Regions from separate parts of the Mus musculus genome. Here all the other regions are linked to region 2. Evidence: chromatin contacts called from public HiChIP or PLAC-seq data. All regions are on one chromosome and are shown on one strand. Each heading gives the region's core, a stretch centred on a gene start, on an enhancer-like site or on the middle of the called end of the contact. The rest is flanking DNA. Distances are from core to core; before and after follow the strand shown. Region 1 overlaps Gm40039 (a long non-coding RNA gene). Region 2 holds the start of Rnf227 (ring finger protein 227). Region 3 has its middle 14 kb from the start of Gm40039.

Region 1 (3,163 bases), core at 647-3,146, 82 kb after region 2:
TATGACCCTGGTGCTGCAGAGACCAGAGGAGGGTATTGGGTTCCCTGGGACTGGAGTCACAGACTGTTGGGAGATGCCATGTGGGTGCTGAGTCAAACCCAGAGTCTCTGGGAGAGCAGCAGCCAGTGCTCTTAACCACTGAGTCATCTCTCTGGCTCTTGGTTTATGACTTTAAAAATTCTTTTGTTGTAATCTGAGTGGGAGCGGAGAGACAATTTCATCTGGACACTCTGCTTGTTCAATCTGAAGTTTCTTCCTCTCTCTCTTTTTCTCTCCCCCCAACACCCTTATACCCCCAACAAGGTTTCACTTGTAGCTCTAGTTTACTGGGATAGCCTTGAGCTCACAGAGATCCACTTGCTTCTGCCTCCCTCTGCTGGGATTAAAGGCTTGCACCACTCCACCTGGGCTAACTTCTGTGCTAACTATTTTTGCCGAACACTCTCATCCTAGACTCTGTAAAGCCCAGAGCTGGAGTCTGAGCTCAGCATCCTCTTTGCTCTTTGAGGGGCTTCTCATTTCTCTCTCCCACCAGGCCCCCTGAAGTCTGCCACCACTCCTTGAGCAACAGGACACCCTCTACCCCACCAGTGTTTGAGCTTTTTATTCTAGTGACAGCGGCATCCCCACACACCCCGGCCATCCTTTGGCTTTTTGCTTGTCTAGTTTTCTCCTCCATTTTCAGCAGACCTGCCAGCATCCCCTTAGCCACAAGCCAAACCCTGACTGTGTCACCTCCCAGTGCCACAACGCCGAAGTCATCACTGTAGACTGCCCATTCGTCACACTTCAAGGAAGGAGTCTCTTTGGGTGTGAAGCTGATCCTGAGACCTGTGTTGGTCTCACGAATCCCTCTGTGTGTCTTGGGTCTTGCCCATCCTCTCCTTCCAGCCTGCTCTCTGAGGGCTGTGCAGTGCCCTCCCACTCAGCCATCCTGGTAGCAGAGCAGGGTTTATGTGGCTTTCTCAGTTCTTGTCACCTGGGTCACATTGGCTCCACCGTTAGCCCTATGTAACTCGGGCTAACCCATCACATTGCCTGGTGACAGAGTTAGGTTTCAGGGTGAATCCTTGACCAAGATAGACCAGTTTCTATTGTGGTGGCTCATGCATACAACTCCCTTGTGGATGTTGAGGTAAGGTTACAGAGATTTCTAGGGGAGCGTCCTGCATTGAAAGCTGAACTTTAGACGTTCGTTGAAGTCTCCAGGCAAGTAGGGCTATTTTAACTTAAGTCTGGGAGGATGAGAGGCTGGAGCCTCGCAGCCACATCTGCCACCATGAAAGGAGACTCTCCTTTGTGTGCCTCCATACCAACCTGCTAGGCAAGATGTGTCCACTAATGCAATAGTGACATGATTGTCATGGGGGTAACCACCTGTGTCCCGAGAGGATCTGAGGTCTGCCACACAAGATGGCATTCATACTTGATACTTTGGACCCGGTTCAAAGTCCGTAGCTGGAGAGGCCCTAGGCCCTCAGGGTGAATACACTACTTCTGTCTTGCTAAGTCTTGTCAAACCACCTCCTAAATATTTGTGTTTATACTCATAGGCCAGTGTTGCTCCTAGTTGTGTCAAAGAAGGCTCTCTTCTCAGTGAATGATGCTTACTGCAGATTCATGGCTGGTCAAAATGCTGAGAGTGACTGTTGAGTGCTCAGTTATCAACAGGATATCCAGATCATCCTGCCAAGGTGAGGGAACATCACAGAAGAGGAAAGTGGAAAGAAGGTATGAGCCAGAGGATGGGGAGGGAAGCTGGGAAGTGCTGTTCTGGGCGTGAGATGGCCACTGCACTCAGGAACCCATAGCCATTGCACTTGGACTACACAAGACTGGAACTGCCAGCATTCACTCACGGGTGGGGAAGGGCTCCCCCTATGGGCAGCCAATGTTGCTGCGGGGAAGGGAGTCCTTATCTTGCTTGGGTGATGAAGCCACCCACTAGTGAGGTGTGTGTACTTATGCAGGTGGCCCTGGTTAAACATACTGGGCCACAGAACAAAACTAAACACACAGTGATGGAAGGGGGGCTTGTGGGGAAGACTGGGGTAGGAGGAAGCTAAGAAAGAGAATGCGTGTGTCCGGAATGTATTATATACATGTGTGAACTTGTCAAAAAATGAATTTTAAAAAGTAAATAAAGGTAAGCCTCGTGGTCAACAAAGCCGGTTACAGGGGAAGAGTCAAACCCGATAACCCCAGAGTTGTCTACCTGGAACCAGACCGGCCTACAGTCAGGTTCCCTGCCCTACCCAGGACGCTCTTCTGCCTTCTCTAAACCCACTGTCCAGAGAATCATGTTCGAAAGTGGCTCAAGAAAGACATAAAGCAACAGTCTCTAAAACAAAACAAAAACTAACCCAACCCAAAACAAAACAAAAGAAAAATATAAATAAATAAATAACTTAAACATGGTCTACAGCTCCCCCTGGTGGACAATATTGTTTTTTTTCAGAGTCTAGATACCAGGACTCCACCCTAAGGCCTGGTAGTCTGCATACAGTACATCTAGATCAATTTAAAACATCTTTCTTGATTCAAAAGCATGCAGTTGCTGCTATTTATAGTCCTGATCACATCGCATTCCCACAATACTTTGTGGTTTGAAAGTACAATTCCAAAGAAAACATGTCGGGATTGTGCAGTTAATTGAGAATGGACTAGAACGTCAGGAATCAACTGTCATAACTATCCAAAAAGATAAAAAGATGATGGAATAGAAACGACACTGAAAATGTAAGGCCTTGGAAAATTACAGCTCAGTAACTTCACTGATGCCAGGTTTCGTACCTCTCACTTGCCTCTCGTCTCTGAAACCTATCACACGCAAATGAGCAAACAGAGACAGACAGCAATGAAACTGCAACAAAGCTGATCGTTTCCAGCAAATTCAAAACTGGAGAAGATACGTCAGGAGAAAAAAAGAAGGAAAGGGCTGTTTTCCTGTTGAGAGTCAAGTTGTCCTAGGCTCAAGGGAGGCTCCTGGGAGGCAGATGGGCCTAAGGGTCCCGGGTGGCAGAGTTTCTGAGCTGTAGGACCCTAGGAGGAAGATCTGTTATCTATGGTCTGGCCCTGTGGTCAGCCAGAGAAGGAAGCTTGCTGAAAAGCCTAAAGAGGCAGGTGCAGCCCTCTGCAAATCCCAGCTGTCACTCCAACCCAG
Region 2 (3,494 bases), core at 768-3,267:
AAGCCACCTCCCCAGAGTCAGCAGAGGTCACCACAGCACCACAGCTCCACTGTGGAGCAGACACCTTGTTTTATTTTGTTTTAAAGAACTGGGATGACTGTGGTGTCCCTGAACTGTTGGACAGAACTCCGTCTTAGTCAATAACGTTATTCAATAACAGTCTTTCACAGATTGAATGAGCCCAGATACTTTATTCTAGAGACTATTACATTCAAAATAAATTCAGCAAACATTTTTTTTTGAATACATATAACATTAACACTGCTATCGGCTCTGGAGATAGTCACTTGAAATTTATACTCTAGAAATACTCAAAACATAAAATAGCAGAAAATAAACATAGCATTCCCTTTGGCAACACGTATAGAGAAAACATACACATTCCCACAGATGCATGCTGGCCTCCAAAAGGGGAGATTTCAGCTGGAACCGAAGGACAGGAAAAAGACAAAACATTTTACAAATGGAGGTTTATACCCTAGAACTACATACATTATTTGTCATTAAAAACAAAATCTTGAAGACCTCTGAAAACTGAGGCCTTGTAAATTCACATTTGTAGCTCAGAAAAATTTTTCTCAAAAGAATGTCACTTTGGCACTTTAATGCGTCACTAGTGTTTTAAATGTTCCACCTACAGCTGATGATGCCATCTCAGAGTGACTAAGAGCTAAACCAGTGATTCTTAACTTACATACACATACCTGGGATTCTAAAACTACCGGGGAATGTGGACTGGGGTCCTGAAATTCTGCATTTCTAGCAAGCTGTGAGACCAACCAACACTGCTGGTCTTGATTTTAAGTCTACAGTAAGATATTTACAGGACTTTAGAATAGAACTAACTACATACAGTAAACAATGTCCCATTATGGGACACAAATTAAAATTATGTGAGCATCTTTTTTTTTCTTTTCCCCAGTATTGCTACAGAGTCAGTAAAGATAACAAAGGCCTAAATTTTGCTTCCTTTATCAAATGGCTCACCCATCTTTGATAAGCCTTTAATAAGGCCTCATGTAAATAAATGCCCCTTGGATGTTTTCATACCTGCCCTATCCAGCTGAAGGGAGGTTGTATATGCAAGATTCCCAATCATAAGCAGGGAGTCAACTCAGTAATTGCTGGAGCACGGTAACAAGAGTGGGAAGATGGCATGCCAGCAAACACAACCAGATAAGTGAGATTGACATGACATATAAATTAGCTTATCCCCTGTCCTGTCCTTTTTTCCACAGTACACATTGTCAACCACAGACCACTGCTAAAATTGGATCCTTTGCTTACACCACAGACTCTGAACAAACGCCAAAGCTTTGTTATTTTTTTTTTCTTCCTACATTATGGTAGGCTTTGTTTCTATTATCCCTTGGCCACTCCATCCTGAAAATATAATGCTGGCACAGTCTAGGAGCCTTCGCCGCTCAGAATCCACACCATCTAGGGTCCTTTCTGTTGAGCTCCATCTCCATCACGCATGTACCAATTCCAGCATCAGCCTTGATTTCCAGGTAGTCTTGACATCAACCTTTTGTGTCAGAGCACGCCTGAGGATGCTGCTCCCACCTGCTTTCTGCCATAGCTCTGGGGTTCCTTGGTTACAGCGTACAACGGGTCATGTGGGCAATGTCCTTGACCTCTGGACAGTAGAGCACTGGAGGAAAGAAGAAGGGTTAGTGGCAACAGGAGGATGCAACTTGACCCAGCATTCTTCGGTGCAATGTACCCAGTATCCTCCCTAGGCCGCCCCTCACCATTGCTAGGCAACGGACGCCGCAAGCGGCGTGCCGGCGCCAGGACCCTGTCCAAAATTCGGCGAAGCGCGCGCCAACCCGCACTTGGAGGTCCCGCCCCCTTCTCGCTCTCCGCTTCCCCGTCGTCGTCCTCTCCATCCTCTCCGCTGTCTTTGGCCGGGCTCCCCATCGGGTCTCCTTCACGCTCAGCCCGGGCTTTTTCCTCCAGCCGTGACCACAAGACAGGGTCTAGCGCGATCTCCGTGACGCCGCCGCGCGGGAGCGGGGAAGGCGCGCGGCAGAACGGGCACGTGACAGCGCGGCGCAGGCGCACCACGCGCGCGGCCGTGCGGCTGCCGTCGCCCCGCGCTGCCAGCTCGCGCAGGCAAGCTGTGCACAGCGTGTGGCCGCAGCGGGCGCGCGCCGTGCCAGGCAGGCGGCGGGGCGCACGGGCCCCGAGGTTGTAGGGTCGGAAACAGATGTTGCAGTCCAGCTCACCCAGCTCGGGAAGAGAGGGCACTCTCATCAAGAGCTGCATCGTGGTCACCGTGGCCCGAGGGCTTCGATCTCTAGGCGGCTAGGATACAGAACGAATGAGCCCTCCTTGGGCCAGGGCAGGGGCCTGGGGCCCGCGCCGCCGCCTCTGTCCCCTTTTAATAGTGAGGCCCCGCCCTCGAGGCGTCACGCGCAGATGGGCCGCTCCCTTCCGAGGCACGCGTTGGGGCGGCAGAGGCGCGAGGCTGGACTTGCGAGTGGGGATGCAGCGGGCTGAATGCCCAGGACAATGCCAGAATTACCCGAGGGAAGAGGGGGGCACGCTCCACCCACAGCCTCCATGGCGGACTCCTCACCCCCAGCAAAACACTAGCGCTGTCACTTAAACCTACCTGATGCAGGTGTCCAGGTCTCCTCTTGCACACAGTCACTAGCACAAGTCTATATGGCCCTGTTGGCCTATTTGTCACATGTTCATACTCTTTCACAATCCCCTCCTGCCCTTCCCCTCACAAACAGGCAACATATGCCAGGTTTACTGTTGGTTCTGCCCAGTTTTAATTGGTCTTCTGGATGTTTGGATTGTGCCCAGCCATAATTCACTCTGCCCTCGCCTCTCCTTTTTATACATGGCCTCTTGGGTTCTTTGGAAGGCTGGCTCCCTCAAATTCCTCCCCCTACCCCCTCTGAGAGTTTGAGTCCAGCTAACACCTCAGCACAAGGAGGGACCTAGATTCCAGGAGCATGGCCTTAGGAATGCTGGGAATCTTTTCCTTCCGGAGTATCCAGACTTGGACACCCACACAGCATGATGGTGGAAACGAAGCAGCTCTGCGTGACTTCTGACTCAGGGGTCTGACTTCTCCCACAGGTAAACAGGACGTGGTACTCACAGCCCACATTCCCTCACGGTGTGGCACCCACACCCAAGCTGCCTCCTCAGCCTCTCGAACCCAGGCTCTGTTGCGGAGGATAATAACACAGTCTTGACACAGCTGGCTCAAGAACAAATCCTAGTTGTGACACCCACAGACAAGTTACTTCATTTCTCTGGGCCTTGATTTCTTCATCTACAAAGTGTGGGTAATAATAGTAAGGATGGAAAGAGCTTGTGTTTGTAAGGTGCTTTAAATGGTGCCTGATGGTACACAGTAAACATCAGATAAGCAACAGCTGTTATTATCCTTATCATCCCTGGCTCCACGCCGGCTTTGTGTTCTCTGTAACTTCTCTGTACCCAGTATTTCCCATACACCATCTCTTGGT
Region 3 (3,398 bases), core at 291-2,790, 65 kb after region 2:
ACCAGGATAAACATTGAAGGGTACACAGAGAAACCTGCCCTGAAAATAATAAATAAATAAATAAACAAATAAATAAATAAATAAATTAAAACCCCTCAAGTATGATGGAGCAGAGGTTTTAAAATGATTTTTGTTTGTCTTCTGTGTAGGACAACTTATACTTTTATTGGTCCTTTTAAAATCATAAGATGGGATTCTAAAGAGGGACAGGGTAGAGATGAAGGGAGGAGGGAGAGAGCCACTTGGCAGGTGCTGTGAGGTCTCATGGAAACATTTTGGCAGAGGCTGACCACACGGTGGCCTCCCCACCTTTCCTTCAAGGTCTCTTGGGGGAGAGTTACTGAGGAGTGGATTTCAGGAGCAATGCGGTCAAGTTTCTGTCTATTCAAGGACGGTGCTCAGTCCCGTGGCTGCTTCTGTTTTCCGTTTCCTTGGCTCTCCTAAGAGCCAAGAAGCCTAGGTCCCTAGCACACTTTCAGTCCCCCCACCTGTTCATTCCTACCTACAATTGTTACCTTCACGCTGCTATAAACAAAATACTCAAGGGAAATCATCGAAAGGGGAAAATGGCATTATTTGGACTTGTGGTTTCAGAACGTCTGGGCATTGTGATGGGGCAGGATCAGAGGTGGGGGGCAGCTCCCTCAGGTGTCCAGGAGCTTCTCTGACTCCACACCTGTAAACAGAGAACACAAGCCAGAACAGGAGAGAGGATACAGCCGCGGCTAGTGAGTCTTCAGCAGCCAGGAGCCACCTCCTAAAATCTCCACAGCTTTCCAAATTCCACTACAGGCTGGATCCCAGCACCCTAAACATAGACCTGTGGGGGCCCATAACAGTCACCAGATTCTGTCAGATGTTTCTTTAGAGGCCTCTTTGGGTTGCTGGGCTGCCTGGGCCTTCTGACCTAGCTCTCTTATTCTGCACAATAGAACTTTCTAAACCCATAGTTGTGCAAACCTGTAGATTTGTGTCCTTACTCACTTTCACAGTCTTCTCCCACTGCATCAAGTTCCAGGCACCTGAGCATATCCTTGCTAGAACCCTGAATTCCTCCTCCCATAGGGCTCTCAGAGCCAGCGATGACCCTGGGGACCGCCATGTCCTCTGGGATTCCAGACCGTTGGAGGTGATGCTGTAGGGTTACCTAGACCTTTGGGACTCTGTTGCAAGCTGGACTGCAGCACCCCTGTGGGGTCTGCCTCAGAGTCCCAGCTGTTCCTGGGCTGGGATCTTTTTCCATCTTGAACTTCCCCTTAACCATCTGAAAACCTATCTGGCATTTCTGACTCTGTCCCTGACCTTGAGTGTTGACTGGAAGTGTACTCAGCCCATGGCACAGTCTCCTCTCTTCATCAGCTCTTGTCTTCTGTCTGGGGACTGAAGAGTCATATTGTCACATCTTATTGGCCAGACTATTCCCCACAGGACCTAGATTTTAGAAGCTTAAAAGCTGTTGAACCATCTCACTCGGTTCTTTTCTGGGCAGGCAGATCTGTCCCCTTCTCCCCGGAGAGAAGTGTGACTCATGCCTGCAAGCCCAGCCCTTGGGAAGTGAAGGCAGGAGGATCAGAAGTCCAAGGTCACCCTCAGCTACAGAGTGACTTGGAGGCAGCCTGGGTTACATGAGATGCTGTCTTTTAAAAAAATTAAACAACCCCCAAACCAGCATAAGTGAAGTGAGATCTAATAGGAAACTGGCGGCGGGGTGGTGGGGTGGGGGGAGGATGTAGGTTGATAATATTTCAGAATATTGTCTATATGAACAAAAGGCCACTACGAATTACCACATACTGCCATGGGATTATTCTGAGCTGAAGATATTTGAGAAACAGCCCTCACAGAGAGGCTCAGTCCACCCCAGCTGCTCTGTCTAACAGCAGGAACTTCTGGCTATTTAAACAACCACAAACCCCTCTTCACGGCTGCACATCCACGCCAGGAGCGGGTGAACTACCAGCAACCCCCTCCAAACCACTGAGCTCTTCGTAAACCAACCCACCACAAACGTATATCCTGTCTGTTCTCCACAAGAGTCTAACCATTATCAACAAAGAAATTTATTTATTTTTCTTCCTCTAGATACCACCTGTTAAAGTAGGTTTATAAAGATTTGTTTGCATTTAATGTAACCTGCGCTTTTCCTGAATGTATCTATGTGCACACCAATGCAGCACCCAAGGAGGTCATAAGAGGGTGACAGATCCCCTGGAACTGGAGTTACAGAAGTTGTGAGCTGCCTTGTGGGTGCTGGGAACCAAACCCAGGTCCTCTGCTTCAGCAGCCACGGCTCGGACTCACTGAGCCTTTCCTCTGTCCCTTTAAGTCAGGTCTCGGAGGCCCCACCAGCACTGAGTGAGCTGAGCCACTTTCCGAGTGAAATCCCGCATATGTAAGTCAACATCTTGGTCTTTTCTCTCCATAATCTGTCCTTTGTCAGCTTCGTTCACAGGCTCTCCGAAAATCATGCAAGATTTTGAAGAAAATCATTTCCTTGAAGACCTTTTTCGAGTCTTTTTTTTTGGTTTTTTGGTTTCTCTGTCCTATAACTCACTCTGTGTACCAGGTTGGCCTCGAACTCAGAAATCCACCTGCCTCTGCCTCCCAAGTGATCGGATTAAAGGCATGCGCCACCACTGCCGGGTTAGTTTGAGTCTTCTTGATGTTTAAGGATCCCGTTCCATTGTCGAGATTCTAATTCTAACCCACAGAGGTCAGGCAATTTCTATTAACCTCCTCATTCATAAGTTTGTTGGCCTGAGCCCAAGAAAGAAGCATCGTCATCATAAAGAAGCCCAGGGTTTCAGAGACTAGCACTAGCTCTCGCTTCTAACGCCTGGGAAGGACAGGAGTGCAAAACCTTTGCGTGAATGCTTTGTGTTTTGGGGGCCAACAACACAACAGTATTCCTTCCGTCTCCTTTTCCATTTTTATTCTTCTTAGTTAGTCTCATACATTTTTAATTTTCTACACAATCAGACTGACACATGTGCATATGGTTGTAACTTAGACCTTAATTTACCCTGTATATTAAATATTGTTTTAGAGGTACTGGGCTCAGTACACGTGCCAGGCAAGTGTACTACCACCGGCTTATATCCTTAGCCTACATCCTAGGCTTGCAATAGATAGGAGATGTATTGCATGAGTTTATCACGTGATCAGCTGATGTTGGGTTTGTGCGGTAAGATTTTCTTTTAGTATTTTACAAGAATGCTTTATTGCCATATTAACCATCTCTGGACAGAATTATTTTGGCTAGGATTATTTCTTCAATATGATTTCCTGGAGGTAGAATTACCCAATGAAAGGATATACACGGTTAACATTTAATTTTTTTGTTTTTTTGTTTGTTTGTTTGTTTTTGAGACAGGGTTTCTCTGTATAGCCCTGGCTGT

What was found. HiChIP or PLAC-seq counts read pairs in DNA pulled down with a chosen protein or histone mark.
Region 1: a CTCF HiChIP or PLAC-seq map of the NIH/3T3 cell line shows a contact between it and region 2, with 18 read pairs. The contact joins the enhancer-like site here to the promoter of Rnf227 in region 2. A contact is called at or near these places in 15 of 39 promoter capture datasets (the C10 cell line, the HPC-7 cell line, the SN4741 cell line and 9 more), 5 of 15 datasets of contacts at CTCF or cohesin (CD8 T cells, the NIH/3T3 cell line, embryonic stem cells and 2 more), 20 of 484 Hi-C or Micro-C datasets (the AML12 cell line, the Ba/F3 cell line, the C2C12 cell line and 16 more), 15 of 115 datasets of contacts at active chromatin or transcription factors (CD8 T cells, the NIH/3T3 cell line, SST interneurons and 10 more) and 4 of 9 other capture datasets (adipose tissue, embryonic stem cells, liver and 1 more).
Region 3: a CTCF HiChIP or PLAC-seq map of CD8 T cells shows a contact between it and region 2, with 16 read pairs. The contact joins the enhancer-like site here to the promoter of Rnf227 in region 2. A contact is called at or near these places in 20 of 39 promoter capture datasets (the C10 cell line, the HPC-7 cell line, Sertoli cells and 13 more), 6 of 15 datasets of contacts at CTCF or cohesin (CD8 T cells, the G1E-ER4 cell line, the NIH/3T3 cell line and 3 more), 29 of 484 Hi-C or Micro-C datasets (the AML12 cell line, the Ba/F3 cell line, the C2C12 cell line and 23 more), 15 of 115 datasets of contacts at active chromatin or transcription factors (CD8 T cells, Th17 cells, bone marrow-derived macrophages and 10 more) and 4 of 9 other capture datasets (adipose tissue, embryonic stem cells, liver and 1 more).

Annotation. Positions count from the first base shown.
Region 1 is chr11:69,257,249-69,260,411 of GRCm38.p6, reverse strand. It overlaps Gm40039 (a long non-coding RNA gene), which reads left to right. Exons shown (of 4, transcript XR_879967.2): 3 at 1,554-1,694. Among named protein-coding and RNA genes, the nearest start is that of Gm40039, 3.2 kb to the left of the region's middle. Within about 2 kb of position 1,896, at least 58 of the 459 cell types and tissues checked have an H3K27ac peak or open chromatin away from gene starts, as enhancers often do. A contact at or near this core is called in the Ba/F3 cell line, the C2C12 cell line, CD8 T cells and 13 more, where this site is marked.
Region 2 is chr11:69,339,319-69,342,812 of GRCm38.p6, reverse strand. Rnf227 (ring finger protein 227) reads right to left here and starts at 2,017. Exons shown (of 2, transcript NR_027827.2): 1 at 1,755-2,017; 2 at 172-1,654.
Region 3 is chr11:69,274,378-69,277,775 of GRCm38.p6, reverse strand. No RefSeq gene overlaps it. Among named protein-coding and RNA genes, the nearest start is that of Gm40039, 14 kb to the right of the region's middle. Within about 2 kb of position 1,540, at least 42 of the 459 cell types and tissues checked have an H3K27ac peak or open chromatin away from gene starts, as enhancers often do. A contact at or near this core is called in the Ba/F3 cell line, the C2C12 cell line, CD8 T cells and 6 more, where this site is marked.